2 separate regions of the Mus musculus genome follow, and region 2 is linked to region 1. Evidence: chromatin contacts called from public Hi-C data. All regions are on one chromosome and are shown on one strand. The core of a region is the stretch at or near the end of the contact, and the rest is flanking DNA. Distances in the headings are between cores, read along the strand shown.

Region 1 (6,308 bases), core at 2,925-5,424:
CTTCTTATATTGCTTATAATCTTAAGCACAAAGTGTAATCTTCTCTTTTTTTCTTTCTTTTAAATGAGAGAAGAATATTTGAACTCTTTAGTATATTAGCTTTTTATTTTGAGTATCACGAAGAAGCTAATTCTTAGAAGCCAATTATAGTTCTGTTAAGAGAGAGTAATGGGGGGCTGGAGAGAAGGCTCAGAGGTTAAGAGCACAGGCTGGCCAGGCATGGTGGCGCACGCCTTTAATCCCAGGACTTGGGAGGCAGAGGCAGGTGGATCTCTGAGTTCGAGGCCAGCCTGGTCTACAGAGTGAGTTCCAGGACAGCCAGGGCTACACAGAGAAACCCTGTTCTGCATTATAGATTCCAGGGAAGACACACAGAGTATAAGTGTGTAAGTAAGAAAACGATGACAACCATATAGGGAAAAGAAGAAACCGAGGAGGGCTTTACAATTGGGGATGGGAGGCAGGGAGAGCACCCAGGAGGAAGTCTTGTCTCTCTGGATGATTTTGCTTTTTCTCAGACGTCAGGGGGAAGTGAGAGTTTGAAGCCGAGTGTGAAGGAACCAGATTGAGCGTGTGAGTTAGAGTGGGTGGAGAGAGAGAGAGAGAGAGAGAGAAAGAGAGAGAGAGAGAGAGAGAGAGAGAGCGAGCACTCTGCTCATAAAGAAACTTATGGGGGAGACCAGGAAGTTTCTATGAGCAGCTGGTCTCTGCAATGTTTGTATTTCTTTAGATGCCCATGCTGGGAGCTGGCAGATTTCACCTATAAAGGGCCAAGTGATAACAGTAAGCTAACTGAGGTTTCTGGGCAGAATGGTCTCTGTCATAGCTTTGTCGCTTTCCCACAGTAGCCTGAAAGCAGCCACGAGTGCTAGCTACATCAGTGTCTGGACTCTAGGAAGCTTGTTTATAAGACGAGCTGGTATGTTGGCATTCCTTTGCTGGCCCCTGGCTTGAAGGATGGTTTGCTTATTATTTTCCTAGTGTTCATTAGGTAGTTGAGCAAGTGAGGAAGTATAGTCTGTACAGTAGTCCCTGGCCTTGAGCTGCTTATAAGCATTAAGGAAAGATAAGTATATACACTTACGGTACTGCCAACCAACATTAAGAGACACTATGTAATTAGACGCTGGTACAATAGACAGAAACAGGAAGTGCGATGGGCTAGTTGCTCATCTGCTTGGCATCTGGGTGTTTAGAAAGAGATTTAAAGGCTACATAAGGATGGCAGGATTTGACAGAATCACAACACGCAGGAGGGTAGAATTGGTTGAATATTACTACTGAGTTCAACCTGCTCATTTCCTAAGTGAGCAACCCAGGATCCTGTTGACTTCCCAACAGGTTGGGTAAGAACATGCCTTCTCTTTTCAAAATCTTTGTCCAGTTCTTTTCCTGACTTTTTCTGCTTGATCCACCCAGGGATGTTTATGTACGTATGTTTGTGTATATGTTTTATATTGTTAGGGGTGAGAGAATGGGGTCGCTCCAGGTTATCGATTGCATTTAGGATGTCAAAAGACTGGGACCAGGGTGATCGTGTCTGCTACTTGGACTGATGTGGAGAGAAGAGAAGCTAGGTGAGGGGTATGGGAGGGAAGAAGCAGTTGTGCACAATAGAAAACTATACCCTGACCTATATACATGCAAGAAAGCAGTCAATGAAGTCTTGGTGGGAAGACCCTCTGAAGTAAGACATACCCATCCTGTTGGTTGCGTGCCTAGCCTTTAATGGCTAAGCCAGCTCTGTAGAATATGCTCATTCTGTTGAAGAACTCTGAATTGTTAGAGTGAGACAGTTTGTATGTTAAAACAGACAGGTCTTGGTGATGTAACAGAAGTTAGTAAAAGAGAAATCACAGAGCAACATGGTTGGCTTTTTTTCCCTTTGCATACACAAAACCAACTCAAACAAGAGAACGGGGAAGCTGAGAATCTGTAGTTCCAAATTGCTAGGACTATTACATAGATGTTTATTGAGGGGGGGTGGAAGTAAAATGCTAATATCAAGTTATTTAAAAATGCCAGGTTAGGTAGAGAAGGGGGTGACTCTGACTGTGAGATTGGGTTGTATCCAAAATGTGGCTCAGGATCAAAGAATTTTACAGTCAGAGGGGTCTTGGTTTAGTGTTAGGGACTCAAGAGTTAGTTAGATACCAGAAACACTCAGATTGATTAAAAAGGCAAGAAAAAAAAAACCTCACAGCCAAACAAAATAAGTTCCTCACCCTGTTGTATACTCACAACGATCTCAGAGATAAGACGAGGTACATGAAGAAAGTACTTTCAAAAATCATCTCAGACAGTATTATTTTTTCTTTTTCCATTTTCATGTGTGTGTGTGTGTGTTTGCGTGTGTCTGGGCTCTCATGTGTGGTTCCATGTGCACATGGAGCCCCAAGGTTGACATTGGGAGCCATTCTCAATTGCTCTTCCTTCCTATTTGGCGAGGCAGGTGCTTAAGCCAAACCCAGAGCTCAGTGATATGTGTCATCTCTCTAGCCTGTTTCTTCTAGGGATCCGCTGACACCTCTGTGATGGAATTACAGGTAGACTGATGTATCCACTTGATACACACTCTTCCCGGGCAATTTCAGTTTTATACTCAAAAGCCGGAAACTATGTTAGATCTCTCTGACCTGTCTTAGCCATGTCTATACACATGGTGGGGGTTGGGAGAGGAATCAAGGGTCTTAATTGGAAGGACCCAGCCTCGGTTTTCTTGACTCTCACTATCCATGACCTTGTCTCCCCTTTCCCATTTGTTTGTCTTCTCCTCTAGGGTTAGCTTTCACTATAATCTTTTTATATTGTGCAGGGGCCATCTTTAAATATTGTCTTCCATTTGGTCTATTTCTGCCCAGATCCATGGGGTTAGAGGGAAGAGCTAATGTGTGAGGTGCACATATGTGCATGTGTGGATGTGCGTGCGTGCGTGCGTATATGTGTGTGAACTATGTATGTATGTATGTATGTATGTAGAGGCATGTTCTCAGGTAGCTCAAGTGACTCTCAAACTTGACGTGTAGCCAAAGATAGCCTTGAACTCCTGATCCTCCTACCTCAGCTTCTCAAGTGTTGGGTTTACAAACTTGCGCCATCACAAGGGGATATTGTTTTGTTTTGGGACAAAGTTTCTTTATGTAGCTCAGACTGGTCTGGATCCTGTGATCCTCTTGTCTGAGTCTCCCTAGTACCGGCAAGTACTTCCACAACTTGGAAGGGGAAACTCTTGTTTAGATACAGTTTTTCCTTCTTCTTCTTTAAATAGCACAGTGGGATTAGCTATTGACTCTGGAATTGGGAGAGACTTTAGAGGACCCTGTAGTCTTGTTTGAGTAATAAGCTCTGCTCTCAACAGGCCTTCCCTCTGATTAGGCTTTGCAAAGCAGAGCTGCTCTGTTTGAGACAGAAGTGAGGGGGCTTGGAGCCTACCTCCCATTGCTCCTTGGCAAGAGGCAGCCCTGTGATTTTTGTCCAGTTCAGCGCTTGCTTCTTGTCCCACTGGTTTCTTCCTCCATCCACTTCGCTAAACACAGTTAATTCACACTCTCCTTTATTCTGTTTGCAGGAGATAGATGAGGTAATTTTATAGGTCAGCATTATAGTCCCTTAAAAACTGATAAAGGAGCCAGGCATGGTTGTGCAAACTAGCCCAGCTCCGTGGCTCATACCTGTAATCCCAGCAGCAACTGGAGAGTCTGAGTCAGGATTTCCACGAGGCCAGCCTGGGTTATAAAATAAGACTCTATCTCAAAACAAAATATCTTCAAAATAATTTTACCCCCACGAAATCAAGAATCCCAAATGGAGCAAGCATGGTATAGAGTGTAGGGAATGTGCAGTTGCTGGGTGGGGTTTGAACACAGCTAAGTGACCCCAACAAGTCAGACATCAGGAAAGAACCTACCATCCCTGTCTTAGAACAAAAGTCTGGACCCTTGTCTAGTCTGGTGGGTGTTGTCAGCAATGTGCACACTCAGGGTGGCTCCCTGGATCAGGAGCCCTGGGTGGGGAAGGCTGGGGTTGAGGCTCCATTTCCTAGAGCTTTGTGTATCTCCCCAGGGTGCACACTTTTGAGTCTACAGTGGGGGTGGGGCACTAATCTTGTACTCGGGCTCCATTGGACAGATGGTTTCCTCCACCCTGGGCATCTGCTGAACTCCGGATAGGGTGTCTGGGCTGGTTGTGCAAGTAGAGGGAGCAGGAAAAGGAAGGGCCAAGCCAAACGCTGAGAGAGGAGACTTACCACCAAGTAGCAGGATCTTCTCTTTCTCAATTTCCAATATGAAATTAAATTTCCCAACAAGAAAACCAACCACTATCCATCGCCAACCACCTCTGCCCCTACTTTCAGACTCAGAAGGAAGAAAACTAAGTATATCGTAAACTCTAAGGAGGAAACCTCAAGAACCGGTGAGAGGCGGGGAAGTACCCTGGCCCCACATAACTGTGGGGTTGGGAAAAGAATAGACTGGGGTCAAGTTTCGAGATGCTAAGAAGACAGACTCTTGATCACCTTGCAAGCAGTTTTTTTTCTTTTTCTTTTGCTTTGTTCTTTCAGTTACCGATGTAGCTGTAAATCTGTAAATCTAGAAGGAATTTGTTCGGTAGCTGGTAGCTTGGGGCAGCCATGATTTTCATACAAATTTCTCCATCTCACTGAGGATGGCAAAGACTATCAGGGCCTTCATTTTGACAGCCCCAGGGAAGCAGTCACTCTAGTCTTTTGCTCCCTGCTTCTCTTTCACAGCATCTCAGGACTTGGAACTTGGGATACCCCCAGGTGTGTGTGTGTGTGTGTGTGTGTGTGTGTGTGTGTGTGTGTGTGTGTGTGTGGTTTGTCCAGACAGGGTGTCTCCATGTAGCCCTGGCTATCTTAGAACTCAATTGGTAGACCAGACTAGCTCCAAACTCAGAGATCCGCCTGCTTCTGCCTCCCAAGTGCTGGGATTAAAGGCATATGCTACCACACCCAACGGGTCCTCCAAGTTTTTAATCTGGAAGTTGGTGAAACTCTGACCTGCTGGGTGAAGTTTTTATTTTAGAACATGAACACTGAGTTATTCTTGCTGGACCCAAGCTCAATGGGTAGATTTCTCAATGGATGCCTGCAGGGATTGTGTCTATCGGTTGTGGCCTTCAGAGACTGGACAAACTGCGTTTGAATCTAAAAGCACCAGCTCCATTGTTTAATGCACATAACAGGACTGTCAAAAGTATGGCTGTTTGTTAAAACAAAACAAAACAAAACAAAACAAAACAAAAGTTTATCATCAGGTATGCAGGTGCTATAGAAATGACAACTTTGGCACACACCTCCCTCTTTCTGATGTCAAGTTGGTGTGGTACCCGCCAGATCTTGAACAGTGGTGATGACCTGTTATTGCTGTTGCTGTTGCTGTTGCTCTGTTCGCCTCTGCTCCTCTATCTGACACCTCTCTTATTTCTTTCAGCTTGGATTCCTCAGCACCATCACAGCTCAACCAGAACAAAAGACTCTGAGTCTCCCTGGCACCTACCGCCATGTTGACCGTACCACTGGCCAGGTGCTAACCTGCGACAAGTGCCCAGCAGGAACGTACGTCTCCGAGCACTGTACCAACATGAGCCTGCGAGTCTGCAGCAGCTGCCCCGCGGGGACCTTTACCAGGCACGAGAACGGCATAGAGAGATGCCATGACTGTAGTCAGCCATGTCCATGGCCGATGATTGAGAGATTACCTTGTGCTGCCTTGACTGACCGAGAGTGCATCTGCCCACCTGGAATGTATCAGTCTAATGGTACCTGCGCTCCCCATACAGTGTGCCCCGTGGGCTGGGGTGTGCGGAAGAAAGGGACAGAGAATGAAGATGTGCGCTGTAAGCAGTGCGCTCGGGGTACCTTCTCTGACGTGCCTTCCAGTGTGATGAAGTGTAAAGCTCACACGGACTGTCTGGGTCAGAACCTGGAGGTGGTCAAGCCAGGGACCAAGGAGACAGACAACGTCTGTGGCATGCGCCTGTTCTTCTCCAGCACAAACCCACCTTCCTCTGGCACAGTTACCTTTTCTCACCCTGAGCATATGGAATCCCACGATGTCCCTTCCTCCACCTATGAGCCCCAAGGTAACTCAACCCCACGAATTGCTTGCTTGAGGAAGGCTTTGAGCCCAGTAGAGTGAGCTGCTAACCAAAGATGTTCTCTTCACTTTGCTAAATCTAAAAAATCATCCCTTGGAGGAGGGAACCTTCATTTTTTGTGTGGCTAATTAAATTTGGCTTCTTTGGACTTAATAGAAATATTGCAACTCAGAGGGTTTCTATTAGGA
Region 2 (5,940 bases), core at 428-2,927, 100 kb after region 1:
CACATGGGAGGGTGGGTGGGCTCAGCCCAGCTCTCCTTCTAAGAACAAAAAGGACTTATGATGTCCCCTGGGCTCCCCATTTCTCTGTGAGAGTTTTTAGGCTCAACCCATGAGGCCTAGACCTTCCTGAGAATGGACAGGCAATTTATGGTAGCTGAGGAAAGGAGGAAACATTTTCTTTAGCTGTGTGACTGACCACTGATGAGTGGCACATGTGCCTATAAACTCACTGGGTAACATACACAGAGGGGCATGAAAAAAAGAGGGGGGCTAGTTGAGAAGAAGGGAGGGGATCAGGAGTGGGAGGGAGAGAAGAAAGGGGAGCGATGGGTGAATATGATCAATATACATTGTATACAGGGATGGAAATGTCATGATAAGGCCATTATTATATATAATTGATAAATGCTTTTACAAAATCAGAACAGAAAGATAAGCTGAGGAGGAAGTTCAGAATCACAAATAAGTAAAATAACAACAGGGAAAAATCTTTCTCAGAACGTTGCTATGGAGATAGCCACATGCTGTGTGAGTGGAGACCTCAGGTTTTCCTATTGGGCAAGATGCATTGAGTAGCTACAGTCAGGGAAAGCCAGGAGGTCTGAACCTCGATGCCAGAGAGCCCATGCAGAGTTGAGAACAGGAGGAAGGTTCTGAGGAGCCCGGAGGGTGGATGTGGGTGACAACTTCAGAAGAAGAAGGGCAGGCTGGAAGCCAGTATATGGAGACAGATGTCATTCCTGGACCTCACGGCTACCTTGCTGAGCTCACTTTCTGCCAGCAGGAGAAACATGCCCTGAAGATGTGAAGATGCCAGAGACCGGTACAGAAAAGCGAGAGGAGCGTTGTTGTGGTTGGTTGTATGTGCTGACTTGATCAGGCTCCAGGGTGCTCAGGTATTTAGAAAAGCATTTGTAATGGCTGTGTCTGCAAGGGTGTCTTTTGATGTGTGCTACCGTGACCTGGCAGAGTGAAGTATACATTGCTCTCCCCAGCCCTGGTGGACCTCATCCAACCCATTGGAGGCCTGTGTTGTGCAAAATCGCAGAGGTAGGAAAATGTCTTCCCTCTGCCTATTTTTGAGCGTGAGCGTGAATGCTCTTGCCTGTGGAGTAAGACATAGACTGGACCTTACCTGTGTTAGACCTCCATGCTTCTTGGATTAGGATTTGGACTAGAATTTATCAGCTGTTCTGGGTTTGCTGTTGTGACCCACAGGTCATCACACTCCTCAGCCTCTGTAGCACTGTGAGACCATTAGTTATAAGAACTCCTGGAGTTGGAGAGATGGCTCAGAAGTGAAGAATGCTTCCTGCTCTTTCAGAGAACTGGAGGTCAGCTCCCAGCAGCTGTATCACCATCACGTGACTTACAAACACCTGTACCTCCGGTTCCAAGGGATCAAGTGCCCTTTCTTGCCTCTGTGGGCACCCAGACATGTGCATAAACGTACACAGATATACACATAAATAAAGTAAAATAAAATAACATGAATCTTAAAGGAAGAAACCCAGTCAATCATCACCCATCCTGCCTGCATCCTCTTGGTTCTCTTTTTCTCTGGGTCAAATGGATTGCCCCATACAAGCATCTTCTTGCTGCCTTCTCTACAGGCTGGGGCTAAACAGGGAAGTTATGGGTGGGGACAACTTTCAGACAGATCAAGAAGGAGGAAGGAGCGACTCATGATTTTCAAAGACAACACAAATGTTGGCAGTTTGGGGATGTAACCGATGAGGGCAGTGGACTCAGGGGCAGACCCGTGCGCATGCGCCCACGTGTTGCCATGGCACCAACACCATGCGCTCAATGGGATCTAGCCACACTTACGTTAATGCTCTGGTACTACAGAGTTGGAACTTTTAGTAAGTTTGAGCGAGGAGTAATATATCAGTGGTGATGAGCATGCAGGGTTAGGTCCCTTAGAGAAATGGTGACTAGGGTGGGAAGTGACACAGCTGTTGCCATATCAAGGCTAGAGAGTTGCTCCACCGAATAGCCATAAGTCCTAGTATCAGCCTCAGAGTTCAGGAACTCTGCTTTTCTTGTTTGTTTGTTTGTTTGTTTGTTTTCTTCAGACGATTCTGTGAAGGGAAGATGGAAAGTGTTAATTATATAAACTGAAGACGTTTCCCTGTGAAGTAAGGCCAGCCCATACCCAGCCTTAGGCTAAGTTTCACTTGCCCTTTCGCAACACAAACCTTTGTCCCTAGATCTGACTAAGAGGTTAAGCAATGTGAATACCGGTGGCCAGGCCCTTCCTCTCCCCAGAAGAGAGAAGAGGTCCCCGAGGCAGCAGATGTGAGTCAAGTGCCTTGTGGTAGAGGAGGCCACTGGAGTAGACCTGGGAAAAGGTTCTGACACTGTTTATGACTGTTGGGCTGGGCTTGATCAGACCAAGCACCAAACGCAGAGCTATGTATGCGCAGCTCTGACCTTCCTCCAGGGAGGATTTCAGGATGGGTGCTCATGAGGCTCCACTCCTCTATGAGTATCGGTAGGCAGGATTAATGGTTGCCCCAGAAAAGTAATGTTTTCTTCAGTGGTGTAGCTACTGATAAGTTGCCCATGTCATTGTAAATAACCCCTCACTCAGGCTCTTGTGATTAATTCACTGGGGCACATGACATCAATGACATCACACATACACACACACACACACACACACACACAGAGAGAGAGAGAGAGAGAGAGAGAGAGAGAGAATAATAAAAAAATAAAAATTTAAAAATCATCTAGTCTTTGTTAATAAGGATAATATACTTGGTGGTATACTTAAAATTGGTGGCAAAAAATCATGCCCGTAAGTAAGCACTGTCTGAGGGCTTGCGAAAGTTTCTAAACCTGTAGTTACAGGCATCCTCAACAAAAGGCATGGCAAGTCATTGACATTAGTGTCACCCAGGCACACAGCCAACTCAGGTGGGAATTGTTGGCTCTGTAAGGACAGGCAAAGGAAAAGGTCACACTCAAATGGCTCATCTCTGTCATCCTTAGTAGAAAAAATTGAAAATGATATTAGTCAAGAAAGGACTAAATAAGATGATATGCCTAATATTCAGGGAGACCAGGATAATGTTTCAAATGCCCTGGAATAACTGGCTCTGTGTGTGTGTGTGTGTGTGTGTGTGCGTGCACGCGCGCACGCACATGTGAGTGCACAGATTTATGTCTGAATGGTCTTCAGAAATTAGGTGATATTCCACAGGAAGGATTTTCCATCCTATCAAGAACCTAAGAATATTTCAAGGAACCAGATCACTATTTAGGGAAGAGGGAAGGTCGTGTATTATATTAGCCAGATATACTTCACTCAGATATGATTTTGGATTACACATGGTGGTGCACACCTTTAATCCCAGTACTTGAGAAGCAGAGGCAGGACAGGAGACACCCAGGGCCAACGAGACCCACATGAATGCACACCCCCTCATGTGTCAGTGAGAGCTCTCGCACACTCTCCCTCTCATAATGAGAAATGAGAAAAGGAGAAAGATAAAATATCTGCTATTCCTTGTATTAGTCAAAAAACTTCCTGCGTTTGAGGATAGCTTCGTGTGTACTTAGATATTTAGAAAGTCTCAGGTAAACCAGTGCTTAATAGTTTGTCTCAAACAAACAAACAAGCAAACATGATTTGAACCAATGGCATTGGGTAGGAAGGCTTTGGGCTTCAGATAACAAAGCTGAAGGAAGGTCTGCTCTAGCCACAGCTGAACGTCCAGTCCTCTTCTCTAACAGGAAGTCTGCAGGAAGTTGCTCTCCAAGTCCACGCAGCACTTCCAGGGCGTAAGCAGCTCAGAGTCTCTGAACTTGCCTGCTTGTTTCGCTGCTTCCTCTTCCACTCCAGGTGGGAACCACGGCTTTGAGCGACAGAGTCTCATATGTCAGCTTCTTGAGGCAGGAGAGAGAGAGTGATAATGCTAGAGGATTGTCTTCCCCCTTCCCCCCCCCCCCCGCCCCACTCTGACAGGAAGAGCCTTCGCCACCGTGACAACCTGCCTGCGATCATCTTAACTTAGTGGATAGACCCTCAGACGAGTCACTGGCTGACAAATATAGACACCCATGATTGGCTTACAGCATAGTGTTCATTGCTTCCTTTCTTTTCCATCTGCAGTCCAGTGGGGACCATTAAAACTAAGTCAAAGGGAAAACTATTCATGGTTTTTTAAAATTTTTTTAAATTTTAAAGAGAGAAATATGAAGGGCTAGGGAGATGGCTCGGGGGTCACGTGTGTGTTGTACAAGCATGAAGATTAGAGTATTATCTTCAGCAAGAAGGTAAAAAACCTGGATGTGGCAAGACCTGTAATCTTGGCACTGGGAGGTAGAGACCGAAGGATCCTGAGGCTTCCTGGTCAATCAGCATAGAGCTTCAGATACTGTGAGAAAACCAAATGGCAGAGAGGGATAAAAGAAGATCCCCGGTGCTAGCCTCATGGACATGCACACAAGCATGCAAGAATGCACACGCGCGCGCGCGCACACACACACACACACACACACACACACACACACAATCATAATGAGAGTAGAGAAAAGTAGAAAGAAAGACAGTTTATTATTCCTTGTATTGGTGAAACCCTCCACTAAGGGGCAAAAGCTATTGTACACCATGAACACCTGCAGGCTCAACCCTTGGGTGCAGAGGGAGAAGACTGCACAATGAATTCCACACCAACCATGGAGAAACATAAATTAACGAACAAATAGGAAAGCAAGCAAAAAAAAAAAAACTAGACTGGAAGGAGGGATTCTGGGTCATGGAAATATCATTCGCCATTGATGAATTTTATTTTTATGTTCATTTTTCAGCTCCATCCCTACTCCTTAATGTCGCTGCCATGTTCCTGTGCTATGGTAAATCTCTTGATTTAAACCAAAAGCTTTCCTTACTTCCTTTCAGAATTTCACTTACGTTACTCTCTCTCCTCTCCCTCACTTACAATGAATAATCTTGGAAGAAAACATGTCTGCATAGAAAAGGACTTTCTGGTTAGTTCATAATGTTGTTCCACCTATAGGGTTGCAGATCCATTTAGCTCCTTGGGTATTTTCTCTAGCTCCTCCATTGGGGGCCCTGTGATCCATCCAATAGCTGACTGTGAGCATCCACTTCTGTGTTTGCTAGGCCCCGGCATAGTCTCACTAGAGACAGCTATATCTGGGTCCTATCAGCACAATCTTGCTAGTGTATGCAATGGTGTCAGCGTTCGGAAGCCGATTATGGGATGGATCCCTGGATACATCACTGGAAAGAGAGGCCCATTGGACTTGCAAACTTGATATGCCCCAGGACAGGGGAACGCCAGGGCCAAAAAGTGGGAATGGGTGAGTAGGGGAGTGGGGGTGAGGGTATGGGGGACTTTTGGGATAGCATTGGAAATGTAATTGAAGAAAATACGTAATAAAAAAATATTAAAAAAAAAAAAAGAAAAGGACTTTCTACCTTACTGGCAACTGTAGGCTCTTAGGCGAGGGCTCTCGCCTCAGTCATACGCGTCTTCCTCTCTGTAAAGTGAGCTGGCTAAATTAGACACATCCGAAGGTCACATAGCCCCAGTTCTGAAACTTGATGGTTCTAAAGTCTGCGGGGACAAGCACATGACCCTTCTCCAACCTCTGGTATCAGGTTCTGTTCCCACTCGTTTTATTCATTATCTGCTCTGTCCCCTACTTAACCCAGACTTATTTGTGCAGTCTCTGAATGAGCAAGCCAGGCTTTTTTTTTTTGGATGATATTATTAGATGCTCCTGAATATTCTCCAAGTGCTTTAAATGAAAACTCTGGACAGTACAGCCAGACTTCCCAAGTTGCCAACTTGTCCCAGGCCTTAGAAGTCACCTAATTACATTGAATTCTGCCTGGTGGAGATGAAGACAGAAAGCCTGTCACTAATGGTGCATGTGTTGAGGGTGGTGACCACTCCATCTTTA

The links. Hi-C and Micro-C count contacts between places; a contact is called where the count stands out from the background.
Region 2: a contact with region 1 is called in a Hi-C map of peritoneal macrophages, with 4 times the contacts expected there. The contact joins two enhancer-like sites. A contact is called at or near these places in 12 of 484 Hi-C or Micro-C datasets (the Ba/F3 cell line, the HPC-7 cell line, Th1 cells and 8 more), 7 of 115 datasets of contacts at active chromatin or transcription factors (the HPC-7 cell line, bone marrow-derived macrophages, double positive thymocytes and 3 more) and 1 of 9 other capture datasets (embryonic stem cells).

The regions. Positions count from the first base shown.
Region 1 is chr17:43,032,142-43,038,449 of GRCm38.p6, forward strand. Tnfrsf21 (tumor necrosis factor receptor superfamily, member 21) reads left to right here. Exons shown (of 6, transcript NM_178589.3): 2 at 5,454-6,105. Among named protein-coding and RNA genes, the nearest start is that of Tnfrsf21, 19 kb to the left of the region's middle. Within about 2 kb of position 4,175, at least 36 of the 459 cell types and tissues checked have an H3K27ac peak or open chromatin away from gene starts, as enhancers often do. A contact at or near this core is called in bone marrow-derived macrophages, microglia and peritoneal macrophages, where this site is marked.
Region 2 is chr17:43,136,329-43,142,268 of GRCm38.p6, forward strand. No RefSeq gene overlaps it. Among named protein-coding and RNA genes, the nearest start is that of E130008D07Rik, 19 kb to the right of the region's middle. Within about 2 kb of position 1,678, at least 108 of the 459 cell types and tissues checked have an H3K27ac peak or open chromatin away from gene starts, as enhancers often do. A contact at or near this core is called in bone marrow-derived macrophages, microglia and peritoneal macrophages, where this site is marked.